Linked DNA regions of Mus musculus: all the other regions are linked to region 3. The links are chromatin contacts, called in public HiCAR-type and promoter capture Hi-C maps. All regions are on one chromosome and are shown on one strand. Each heading gives the region's core, a stretch centred on a gene start, on an enhancer-like site or on the middle of the called end of the contact. The rest is flanking DNA. Distances are from core to core; before and after follow the strand shown. Region 1 holds the start of Ankrd27 (ankyrin repeat domain 27 (VPS9 domain)). Region 2 holds the start of Faap24 (Fanconi anemia core complex associated protein 24). Region 3 holds the start of D530033B14Rik (RIKEN cDNA D530033B14 gene). Region 4 holds the start of Slc7a10 (solute carrier family 7 (cationic amino acid transporter, y+ system), member 10).

Evidence for each region. HiCAR-type assays count read pairs that join an accessible place to other places. Capture Hi-C pulls out chosen DNA fragments and counts their contacts.
Region 1: a promoter capture Hi-C map of adipose tissue shows a contact between it and region 3, with 4 times the contacts expected there. The contact joins the promoter of Ankrd27 here to the promoter of D530033B14Rik in region 3. A contact is called at or near these places in 1 of 39 promoter capture datasets (hippocampal neurons), 1 of 484 Hi-C or Micro-C datasets (B cells), 2 of 115 datasets of contacts at active chromatin or transcription factors (embryonic forebrain and large pre-B cells) and 2 of 9 other capture datasets (adipose tissue and liver).
Region 2: a contact with region 3 is called in a promoter capture Hi-C map of liver, with 2.6 times the contacts expected there. The contact joins the promoter of Faap24 here to the promoter of D530033B14Rik in region 3. A contact is called at or near these places in 1 of 115 datasets of contacts at active chromatin or transcription factors (astrocytes) and 2 of 9 other capture datasets (adipose tissue and liver).
Region 4: a HiCAR-type map of astrocytes shows a contact between it and region 3, with 5 times the contacts expected there. The contact joins the promoter of Slc7a10 here to the promoter of D530033B14Rik in region 3. A contact is called at or near these places in 1 of 39 promoter capture datasets (cranial neural crest) and 1 of 115 datasets of contacts at active chromatin or transcription factors (astrocytes).

The regions. Positions count from the first base shown.
Region 1 is chr7:35,584,843-35,587,542 of GRCm38.p6, forward strand. It overlaps Ankrd27 (ankyrin repeat domain 27 (VPS9 domain)), which reads left to right and starts at 1,405. Exons shown (of 29, transcript NM_145633.3): 1 at 1,405-1,527. It overlaps Rgs9bp (regulator of G-protein signalling 9 binding protein), which reads right to left and starts at 740. Exons shown (of 1, transcript NM_145840.3): 1 at 1-740. The coding sequence starts at 378.
Region 2 is chr7:35,395,435-35,398,134 of GRCm38.p6, forward strand. Faap24 (Fanconi anemia core complex associated protein 24) reads right to left here and starts at 1,333. Exons shown (of 4, transcript NM_178643.5): 1 at 779-1,333. The coding sequence starts at 884. Cep89 (centrosomal protein 89) reads left to right here and starts at 1,629. Exons shown (of 19, transcript NM_028120.3): 1 at 1,629-1,772; 2 at 2,556-2,662. The coding sequence starts at 1,734.
Region 3 is chr7:38,182,367-38,185,066 of GRCm38.p6, forward strand. It overlaps D530033B14Rik (RIKEN cDNA D530033B14 gene), which reads right to left and starts at 1,416. Exons shown (of 1, transcript NR_165180.1): 1 at 206-1,416. 1600014C10Rik (RIKEN cDNA 1600014C10 gene) reads left to right here and starts at 1,421. Exons shown (of 4, transcript NM_028166.3): 1 at 1,421-1,533.
Region 4 is chr7:35,184,965-35,187,664 of GRCm38.p6, forward strand. Slc7a10 (solute carrier family 7 (cationic amino acid transporter, y+ system), member 10) reads left to right here and starts at 1,421. Exons shown (of 11, transcript NM_017394.4): 1 at 1,421-1,686. The coding sequence starts at 1,518.

The DNA of each region.
Region 1 (2,700 bases), core at 155-2,654, 2.6 Mb before region 3:
CGCAGCTACAGCAGAGGAGCCGCCCGTCACCCCAGTGCGAACAAGTGGCCGGCGCGGCGCGTGCAGCGGGAAGGTGGCTCCCAGCGCTAGTGCGCGCTGCATGTCGGCTTCGAGCAGGTCCAGGCAGCCTGAAAAGGCCACCCAGAGCCGCTCAAACTCCGCGCGCTCCTCGGTAGCTAAGCTCCGGTCCCGGAGCGCGACGGTCAACCGGGCGCCGGTGGCCACGGCCAGCTCCCGCGCCTTCTGGCGGGTCTTCTGCAGCTCTTCGCGTAGGTCCTGAGTGTCCGCGGAGCCGCCCACAGTAAGCACTAAGTGATGGTAGCACGCTGTGGTCTTGTTGAGCGCGTCCAGCAGCGCCTTGCACTCCTCTCTGGCCATGGCGCTGCCCTCCGGCGGTACCCTACTTGCAACCTTCAACGTCGTAGGTCGCCTCCAGCCCTGATGCCAGCCTTGAGCAGGGCGGACTGAAAGCTCCTCATGTCCTCGCCGCTGTTCTCAACAGAGCTCTCCAGGGACCCTTGAGGTGCGCCTCCGGCGTCCCCACGGCTGGGGTAGTCTGGTTAGCTTCTCCCCATCCGCTCCTCCATTTCCCCCAGACGCGCTCCGGGTCACGCGTAGTGTCTTTGCACCACTTTCTTTTTCACGGCGGCTCCCTGAGAAGCCCAGAGTGAAGACCCCATCCTTGATCGACCCCAAGTCTCCAAGACGAGCCGCGCGCCTTAGCCCCGGCCAAGGGCAGCAGGATCCAGTTTCCTAGGACACGCCTCCAGCCACCAGTCCAGGCCCGGGGCTTCCTCCGCCCGCCCCCCCCGCCCCCTCCCCGCCCCCGGGCCAGGGGTAGGCGGGGCCCAGCCCAGGTAGATCAAGTGTGGCTTTCCCTCTTCTCCCTACCATGATAATTCTGGAACCTTAGCGCCCTACAAATTCAAGGTTTTTTTTTTTCCTACTTTGCAGACGAGGAAAAGTGAGACTCGGTAGAAAGAATGCTTAGCTTATCGCAGCCCATGCTAGTGAAGGGAAAGGACCAAGGGACTAGACCCTGTAGGCAACAGAGTAGGGTGGCTCGGAAGTCTGGGCACCTCCAGTTTGCATCACCAGTAGCACGGGCGATCGACCGGGTAGGATTGTTACTTAGTTGGAGCTCTCTTCTTCATCACAGTCTAACCCCATTTCAGGGGCCCAGCTTGGACCCCACCCCTAATATCAGATCTTCCTTAGGTCCCGCCTCTCGAATTCTGGGCACGCGCACTCCCTGGTTCTGGGCGGGGCTAGCTTGAGTAGGAAGCGCGGAGTCGCCTGGGCCCCACCTCCGACTGAACTAGACTTAATGATTGCTCTGTTTACGTGTCAGTCTCGACTAAAACGACCTCTTATTGGACAGACTGGAGCAGGGTTCCGCCCAACGGCGGAGTAAAGAGGTAGGCTGAAGAGTGGAGCCACCGCACCCGGGTGGTGGGCACTCAGGTCCCAGCCCAGGGTCCGGGAGGTGCTGTCGTAGCACAGAGGTGAAACTATGTAGCCTCTTAAGTAAGTGTCTTCTGCGGGTATCCTCCAGCGCCTCCCTACTCTGGGGAACGCCGAGGTCGGGCGGGGCCTGGGAGAGGAAGGGGGAGGGGTTCCCTGCACTGAAGGGGAGCCCCAGGCTGGGCTGATGGGCCCCAGGGGCCCGGACCCGTGGCGGGCTGAGCCTCCCAGCTCTCCCGTTCCTCTGCGGTCCGCATCGCGGCGCGCACGTTGTCCACTAGGTCCAGAGGGATGCCTAGGCGGCGCGGAGAATGCATCTGTTCCTGTGGCACCACGGCAGGCCTGGGTCCCCCGGAGCTGGGACTTGGGGCAGTGGGCAGAGCTGTCGCTCCCAGGCCATGTGGCCTGGGAGGTTTTCCGGTGACCAAACTGAGGGAGGAGGCTGTGTGTTCAGATCCTGGTCTAGGCCAGCTGATTGAGTTTCCGCCGGGGCTGAAAGTGGAAAGGGTATCCCTGCCTGCTTTACACGTGGCGAGGTCCTCTCGTCCTGTATGTAGAGAAGACTTATGGAAAACTCAGGTACCCAGAGACGTACAACCACACAGAGTGTGTTCGGTTTCTTGGTTGAAAACGGACTGCCCAGATGCGCGCGCGCCAGGCGGTGCCCCTCCAGCCTCTCCTCCAGCTCCAGGGGACCTGGACACTCAAGGCGGGGTGGGTGGCAGGGGAAGCAAGTGACACATCACCATCTAGGAGTGAGAGGCTTGGGATAAGAGGGCTAGTGAGACTGGACAGACAGAGTTCTCAGTGGCTGGGATTTCTGTTTCATTCTGTGGAGAGATGCTCCTGTTTACATCAAACACTGTAAACTTCCCATTGATCCGGAGCGAAAGCAGCACATAGTAGGGTTTTCAGAGTCCCCCAGTGCAGGCCGTGGTGGTGTGTCAACCGACAGGATCTAGGGCCCTGAACCCCAGTACTTACTGTCACTCAGGGGTCTTTCCTTTAGCCAGCTCAGCTGTCGGTTTGCATTCAGAATTTGGATATTGTGAGACTTAGCCATTCTTGGGGCAGGGCGGGGTGATGATTGCAGCCACGCAGGAGCCACCCACCCCCATGGGTTTTGATAGGGGACTAGGTTTGGGGACCGAATGGGTGGAAGGAGGGAGAACCCATCCCTTTGGGAAGCTGTAGGGCATGGGGAATGATGGGGCTTAGAAAATGGACAATGGCCAA
Region 2 (2,700 bases), core at 83-2,582, 2.8 Mb before region 3:
ATTGAAATGTACTTTTTGTGCGAAGATTCATTTTTTTAAATGTGTGTATATGTGTGTATGTGTGTGTTCGTGCATGAAGGTACCCTGAGAAGCCATGAGAGGGCATCAAATCTTCTGGAATTGGAATTACAGGCAGTAATGAACAGCTCAGTGAAAACAGATGGGGATCTAGCCATCTCTAGCCCCCACCCCGCTTTTTGTTGGTTTGAGACAGGGTTTCTCTGTGTAGCCCTGGTTGTTCTAGAACTCACTCTGTAGATGAGGCTGGCCTTGAACTCAGAGATCCTTCGGTCTCTGCCTCCCAAGTGCTGGGATTAAAGGTGTGACCCACCACCACCTGTCCTAAACCTCCTTTTTAATAAAATAAAACCCAAAGATTTATATGTAGGTTTTGCTCGCATATGTCTGTGCACATGTGCAAGCCTAGTGCCCCCAAAGGCCAGAAGAGGGAGGAGTCTGACTCCTTGAGCCACCATGTGGGTGCTAGGAATTAAACCACGATCCTCTGTAAGATAAGCCAGTCCTCGTAACCACGGAGCTCTCTCTCCAGTCCCCTTTCATTTTAGTCTATGTAACTATTTTGAGACAAGTTCTCATAGCCCAAGCTGGCCTTGAACTTGCTATGTAGCCCCAGGCTGGTCTCTAACGCAATGATTCTCCTACTTCAGTCTCAGGAGTGCTGGGATTGCAAAGGAACATCACCATACCCAGCATTTCTCTCACTCTCTCTTTTAACGTGCTGGGAAGAAAGGGGTATGACAGAAGACAGCTCACTGACCTTGCATCTCCTGAGCCAGTTGGGACCCGCGCCATTTTTCACTAGCCACAATATGTCCTAGTGGCACGTGGACCGGACCGGTCCCATCAGGCGGGTTCCTTTCCATCCGTGGTTTTGGTCTAAATGAGGAAAATGCAAGGTCTCACTAGAGCAGGCGCTGTTGCACACAGTTCTACACGAAGTCGGGACCTCTTTGACAGGATCTGTAGAGTGGATTTTCAGGCACTGAGCTACTTCAACCGAAGTCTGAATTCAAGAGATTATTTATTTTCAAAATAAGACTGGGTCTTCTTATCACGCTTGGCTCTGTACTGATAGTTGACTCCAGCTGGACTTGAACTCAGCAGCCCAAGTGCTAAAATGACAGCCGGGCGCCACTACCCCGAGCTAAACCCGGGAGATTTCTGTTTGAGTGACTCCGTCCCTCTTTGTAAGCACCTCCCTTAGCTCTGGTGTCCTAACAGGACGCTTACGGTGGCTCTTCCATTCGGTCCCTGTCCTTCTATTCGGTTCCTGTCCAGGGCTACAAAGGCAGGGAAGCTCACTGCGCCGGGGTCTAGAATCTCCGTGGACCTCACCTGAGGCCCTGCCACTTCCGGGTTCCCACAGCCCGGGAGCCCTCTTTAAAATTCTGACCGCCCTGGCCAGCGTTTTATTGGGTGATAGGTAAAAGATGGGCGTCTACTATAGCCAATAATCGAACGGAAGTCTCAGCTTGCTTCCTCTCTGGCTGGAATTTGAATGACGCCTTGCTGGGTTGTCAAGAGCAACGGGTGGCAGTAAAATTGACTCTGATAGGCTGAGACTCAAAACAGAGCCAATGTGAGACATGCTTGTTGTAAAGTCGGGGGTCCGCGGGAGCTAGGCTGTGGGGAGCTGTGCAGGCTGCGGGGTCTACCTTCCAGCTAGTCCAGCGCCTGGCGGCTCAACCCGCAGCCCTCAGCTCTCAGCCAGGATGCTCCTCAGCTTCCGCAGGAACCGCCGGAGCCAGTTCGTGAGTAGTTCCAGGCCTTCGAGTGCGGTTAAAAAAAAAAAAGATTTATTTATATGAGTGATCTATCTGCATGTATGCCTGCATAGCAAGAGAAGGTGTCAGATCCCATTACAGATGGTTGTGAGACAACATGTGGTTGCTGGCAATTGAACTCAGGACCTCTGGAAGAGCAGACCATGCTCTTAACCACTGAGCCATCTCTCCTGCCTTCATGTGCAGGTTTTAAAGACTGAGATAGGAGCGAGGCGGGATCGCTATCAGGGAGCATTAAATTCCAGAAACCCAGACTAAATGTTCCAAAGAACCCTTCATGTCCAGAGCCTGCCACAGACAGGAATCTTGGCCTCCCTGTCAGGATTCTCCTCTTAGCCGGGAGTTCACTCCTGTCTTGGAGAAAACTTCCCCCATGAGTTGATTCCTTTCCTATTTAGGGTATATTAGCCCAGCTCACTTAGTTAATCCTCTCTGGAAAAGCCCTCCCACAGACACCCAAAGGTGTGCTTCATTACACGGTAGGTATAGATTAGCCCAGTTCAGTTGACAATTGAAATCGGTCAGGAAAGCTGCCGTGAGCAGGGAGGTGTGAATGAATCGGATAGCCATGATGGTGTGCCCCAGTGAGTGCCCTTGCCTCACCAATGGGGATTGGGAACAGCGGCAGGTGTGTGTGTAAAGACTCTTGTGGGGCCGGATCCCTAGAGTGACCTCAGTTTGGGAGGTGATGGTGGCCCAGGAGCAAGGTGATCTTCTCCCGGTGACCTGCCTTGGGTTTCATTTGTGCAGAACCACATCATCCATGGCTTCCTCCCCGCAGCCAGCATCGCTCCGAAGCCAGCGGTGCCACGCACACCCCCTCCTCGGAGCCCCAACCCTTCTCCAGAGAGGCCCAGGTAAGTCCCAAGATGAGCAGCACCGAGGGTCACGCCCG
Region 3 (2,700 bases), core at 166-2,665:
TGTTTCTGTCTCCCAAGTGCTTCGATTAAAGGTGTACACCCCTGCACCTGGTAGCTAGCCTCAAATTGTTGAGCTTTCTGCCTCAGAAGGAGCTCTATCTGAGTAACAGGATTGTGGATGTACACACACCTACTGTGCACCTCTTTCACAGACGGCCTCAGCCGCTACTGGCTGTCTAGGAACACTTCTAGGTGTCAGGGTGATAATTTTAGGGCTTTATTCATCGTCGGTGTGGATGTCTTATAGCCTAGTCTCTATTCTCCACTGAACTTTCCTGTTCCCATCATTGCTACATACTTCTGATATTTAGGCAAAGGAGAAAACAAGCGAGTCCGGTTCTCGACCTTGCCACCAGAGGGCGCTGCCCGCGGGGGACATTGAAGCGCCTCACCTCATAGCTCCACAGAGAGCAAGGAGCTAATCTATTCTTAGCCTCAGTTAACTTTGGCTCTTGAAAGTCACCCAAACTCGGGCAAAAGCTCCTACTCGAAAACGCACAGACTTTTCCACTCCAGCCAGGAGAATCTTGATGTTAAAAGGGGTTCGAGGCCTTCTAAGAAGACAGAAAAGAAGAAATAATATGGCCCTGCACAGATCATCTGTATGCCCGCAGCAGCTCTCCACCCCCACCTGGCAGATCGCGCTAGGGGCCACTTGGACCTAGACTGGAGTTCGCTCGCCACACTCTCTATTTGGGTGGCATTGGCTAGCCCAGTCCCTCTGTATCTAGTTTGTCACTGACAACCGTGCGTACTCAAGACTTTGCTCAGGGTTAAAGTTCAGTATTGGGAGAGATACCAGATTTGGCATATTTTCAGGCCAGCCCTAGAGTCCTTGGGACCAGGGGGCGGGGACTGCTCCCTAGGCCTCTCTGGATTTTTCTGTTACTCTGCTCTCTTTCTGAGTGGCTCCCTTTGCCCTGCAAGTGGAGTGGGCTCTGTTCTGGTCTTAGGAGGTCTGAAAGCTATACCAGCCCCTGCGCGTCCCACGCAGGCCCCAGCGTTAATTAACCAGCAGTCGCTCCTGACAGCCAAGCCCCTCTATCATCTCCCAGGTCCAGGACCCTGTGGGAGAAAGGGTCCGGCAAGTCACAGACCCAGCCAGCGCAAAGGGCGATCGAGGAGAACCTTCCAGGAACCGTCCCAGATCCTAAACGTGAGGTTGGGCACTGAGTGGGGTGGCCAGGCGGAGAGGAAGTGGGGGCAGCGGGTCCTCGCGACACAGAGTCCCCTCCCAGATGCTCCCCATTTCCGCAGGCACAGAGCTTCCTAGCCTGGGTCTTGGTGTCAGTCAATCAGACGCTGGGGCGCGGAAGGGACGCCTCGCCCCGCCATCAAGATCTTTCCCCAGGCCTGTCCCATCTTGAGGACCCAGACTCATGGGGACCCAGAGCTCGGCGACCCGGAAGGCCGGCGGAGCCGGAAGGTGGGAGGGCGGAGCCAGGGTGGCGGTGGCCTGTGAACGCCTCTCTGGAGCTGGCAGAGCAGAGCCGGCCTCAGTGCCTTGGCGGTCCCAGACTCCAGCTCGGTAAAGGTGCGCGCGGGGAAGCCGGGGTCTGCGAAGCCGGTCGGGGACCCTACGGTGTCAGGCCCAGTGCTAGAGCTGTTCATCTCAATGCAAAGGACCTGAGACACTGAAGGCCTAAGCTGCAGCGCCGAGGTTGGAGTAGTCAGCAGCTCCGTGCGCTTCCAGCCGCAACCTGGATGCTTGGGAGTGCGCGTGCGCGGTGCGGTGTCTTCCCACAGTTTATGCCTTCTGCCTAGCGGACTGCTGTGCTTGGCCCAGAGAGGGAGGAAATCTGGGCTCTAGCTTAGGGATGGCCAGGAATGAATGTCAGGGGATCAAAGGGCCAGATTAATTGGAGCTGTTGTTGAAAAACGTTCTTCTATGACTAAGTAGATAAGGTGCATGCATGGCCGGGTGCAGAGGGCACGGTGCTGCTGAGTGATGGGTGTCAGTTAACTCTGCGAGCTATGTAGCGAACCTACCACTGACCACTTCTGATCTTTCAAGAGAAATTAGGAAGATCTAAGATATATGTAAGATTGTATTATTGCTGTTAGTTTGAGACTGGGTCTCACTATGTAACCTTCACTGGTCTTGATCTGGGAGTCCTACCATAGCCTCCCCCATGCTGGGGTTATGGGAGGGAGCCAGCACACCCTCGATATCTTCTTATTTTTAAATACCAACAATCAAGTAAGTAAACAACTTAGTAGGCTGGAAGAACAGGGTGATGAACTTCACAGAGGACAGAGTACAACTGGGGAATTCCAGACAGGGGAGCAAATATTGCTATTTGGCCAAAGACCTGTTTTCCACTCAGTTTCTGTTTGTTTCTCCCTGCAGCCTCCCCTTACCCACCCCCTACCCCTGACACATTTCCTCCCTCTACTCTGGGGATTTGAATCCCAGCTTCGTCTAAGATTGCTATAAAGAACATGGAGCCCCCTGTTACTCTGAGGCCTCCTCCTCTGTTCCTCACAACTTGATTGGACTCAGGTCAGGCTGCTGTCCAAAGGTTTGAGTTTTTCACCTCCTCTGTGTATGGGAGCCCTGCTGTCATCTTCCCTCCAGTCTGGGTGACTATAGGACATCAGGGCTCCCAGTTAGCTTTTGTCTTCCCTATGGCTGGCAGATGGACTTCCGGTGAACAGGACCTGTTTTGAGGACAGCATTATTGAAGTCGTTCTGCTCCCG
Region 4 (2,700 bases), core at 171-2,670, 3.0 Mb before region 3:
TCCCCTATCCCAGCCCACCCCAGCCTGACCCAGCACCGCACGAGGTTCCTTTAAGAGAGTCTTGCCACGTTCAGCTTATCGTCTCTGGGGCGGGAGGCAGAGGTCGCCAAGAATGTTGGGCTTCGTCGGGAGTGCGAAGGATGAAGCTCTGCCGAGTGGCTTCCCCCTCCTGGTCCCCCCAGAGTCCTCCCTCTTCTATTTATCAAGTCCCCGCCCCAATTTCGAAGTACCAGGCCCTGGCCAAGACCCCACCTCCGTGCTCCGCCCCCAGCCCAGGCTCTTGGGCTCCTGAACTCGTCCCATCTCGGGTCCTCCCTGCCCTTCCCCAGCAAACTCTGAGGCCGCGATCGGGGGAAGGACCGGTGGCCCCGAGTGGCCTCATCCTCATGCAGGGGACGGCGCGACGCAGCTATCGCCAGCAACACACAAAAGCTGTTCCGCCGTCGGCCACACCGTGCCAGCCTCGCTCCGCCCGCCGCCCCGGTGGCCCCGACGCGGCCCTGCTCCCTCGCACCACCCGCGCATGAATTTGCCCCGCGATCTGGGCTGCACCGCCCAATGGCTTCCGGGAGGAGGCAGGCTTCCCAGGATCCTGGGCCCGATACCTCCTTGCTACCACAATTGTTCTCTTCCCGTCTCTCTGGCACTTCCAGCGGTCTGGTCACCTTGAGCCATGCTAGACGGCCTGGGCCAAAGTCCCAGTCCACTGTGCCCTGACTGACCTGTGTAGAGGAGTCTGCGGTGGGGACCTAAGGCTGGACCCGAAGAGGAATTAGGGGATGCTGAGGCAGGGATAGATTTGATGGTGATGGGGACTGTCCCAAACTCCCAGGATGCCCGGGGCCCCACTGGGGTCTCCTTATCTTCAACTCTTCTCAAGCCTTTTGCCTTCAGAATTGTTTTAAGGACAGTCTCCATTCATCCCAAATGACTCAGTCAGGACCGCCTAGAGGCCAGGGAGCTATCAAAAAGTCTTCATGGAGACCGTGCCACTGTCAGGCTAATTGCCGCTAGGCGGTGGTTTTCAACCTGTGCAATGCCCACCCTTCACAAATGGGGCTTGAGGGATTTAGAAAGTACAGGCTGGGGCATGCAGCACCGCCTACCCCAGCACGTCTTGCTCACACTCCTTGAGCGCAGGGACAGCCTGGTCTTTGAGCTCTTCTCCCCCACCTCACCCAAGTCTGGGTGTAGCCCCTTCGTTCACTCAACTAGGAAGTCCTTTCTAAGTCTGATCCCAGTCCCCTCCTGTCTCCCCTGACTAGGGTTGGGGGTGGGGGGGAAGGGGGAGTTCCCTTTAAGGGCGGTGGGGGAGGGGGCTGCCGGCCGTCCCTCCTTCCGTCCCTCCCTGGATCCAGCCGCCCGGGGGCCCCCGGGGGCCCGGGCCCCGTGCCAGCGCATGCGCCCGCCTGTGGGCGCTGTCCCGGGCTGCGAGGGCCGCGAGCGCACCGACAGACGAACCGACCGACGGAGGACTGGCTGCGGGCCGGACAGACGGGGTAGCGCAGGGAACTGGGATGAGGCGGGACAGCGACATGGCAAGCCACATACAACAGCCAGGCGGGCACGGGAACCCCGGCCCTGCGCCCTCGCCTTCCCCGGGCCCTGGTCCCGGCCCGGGCGCCTCGGAGCGGGTGGCACTCAAGAAAGAGATCGGGCTGGTGAGCGCTTGCACCATCATCATCGGTGAGTAGGGCGTACATAGCGTGGAAGTACTGGGGGAACCCCTTTATGTTCCTCCCTCACGAAGACCATAAGACCACAGGGGCAAAGGAACCCTTCGAGCACCTGCTGCCATAGCTGGAGAATACACTTGACCCCATTCGGAACAGAACCTGGCAAACCAGTCACAAAACTTCTTGCCCTCACCTCCCCAACCTCTCTGAAAATTTGCGCCTGGAAGGGGGTGGGGGTTCGGGTGGGGGCTTTCCTTGCTGCAACCCTCCCCTGGCCTTCACTCAGCTGAGGGGCTTTACCAAGGCAAGTCCCCTGTTCCCACCTAGGAAACGGAAATAATTGCTAGGCCTGGCTTGAGTGGCAAGTTCTGGGCTGCAGGGCAGCCTGTGTGCATCCCTACTGTGTGCCAGATTCAAGTGCCAGGGAAGTGAAGCCATCTGTTCTTGGAAAGCAGGAAGGTAAATGGCCGGGTAGAGTCTAAAGCAAGGGTTAAAGGCCACGAAGCTGACCTTCCTGGCAGAGGTGGCCACAGAATCCGAGGAGAGGTAGCGAAGTAGCCAGGAGCAGACCAAGCCTCCAGGAGAGCACCCACTCAGCCCTGGGATCCAAGTGAGCACTCTCGTGATCTGGTGGCATCTGAATGGGTGCTCTCATGGCCTGGCCCCTCTCGCTCTTCCTACAGATGGTGCTTTTTGCATAGGTAGAATGCCCCGGGGACAGGGTTGGGCAGCAACCCCACCTCTGTCTGTCCCTTGACTCCTGAAGGAGAACTGGACTAGACCTCTTGGGCGGGGCCTTTTCTGATTCCCTGTGCCCAGGAGTTGGGGGTCTAAAAGAGCAGTAATTGGGGTCTTGATTGTCCCCTTTCCCAGCCAGTAGGAAGTGGCACACAGTAGGGATGCAGCCAAATAGCTCTCTTTCTGCCCTTTGACCCCTGGAGATAGAGAAAGGCTGAAGTGTGTGTGTGTGTGTGTGTGTGTGTGTGTGATCTTTACCTTCTGCTCTGTGCCCTTCCATGAGAAA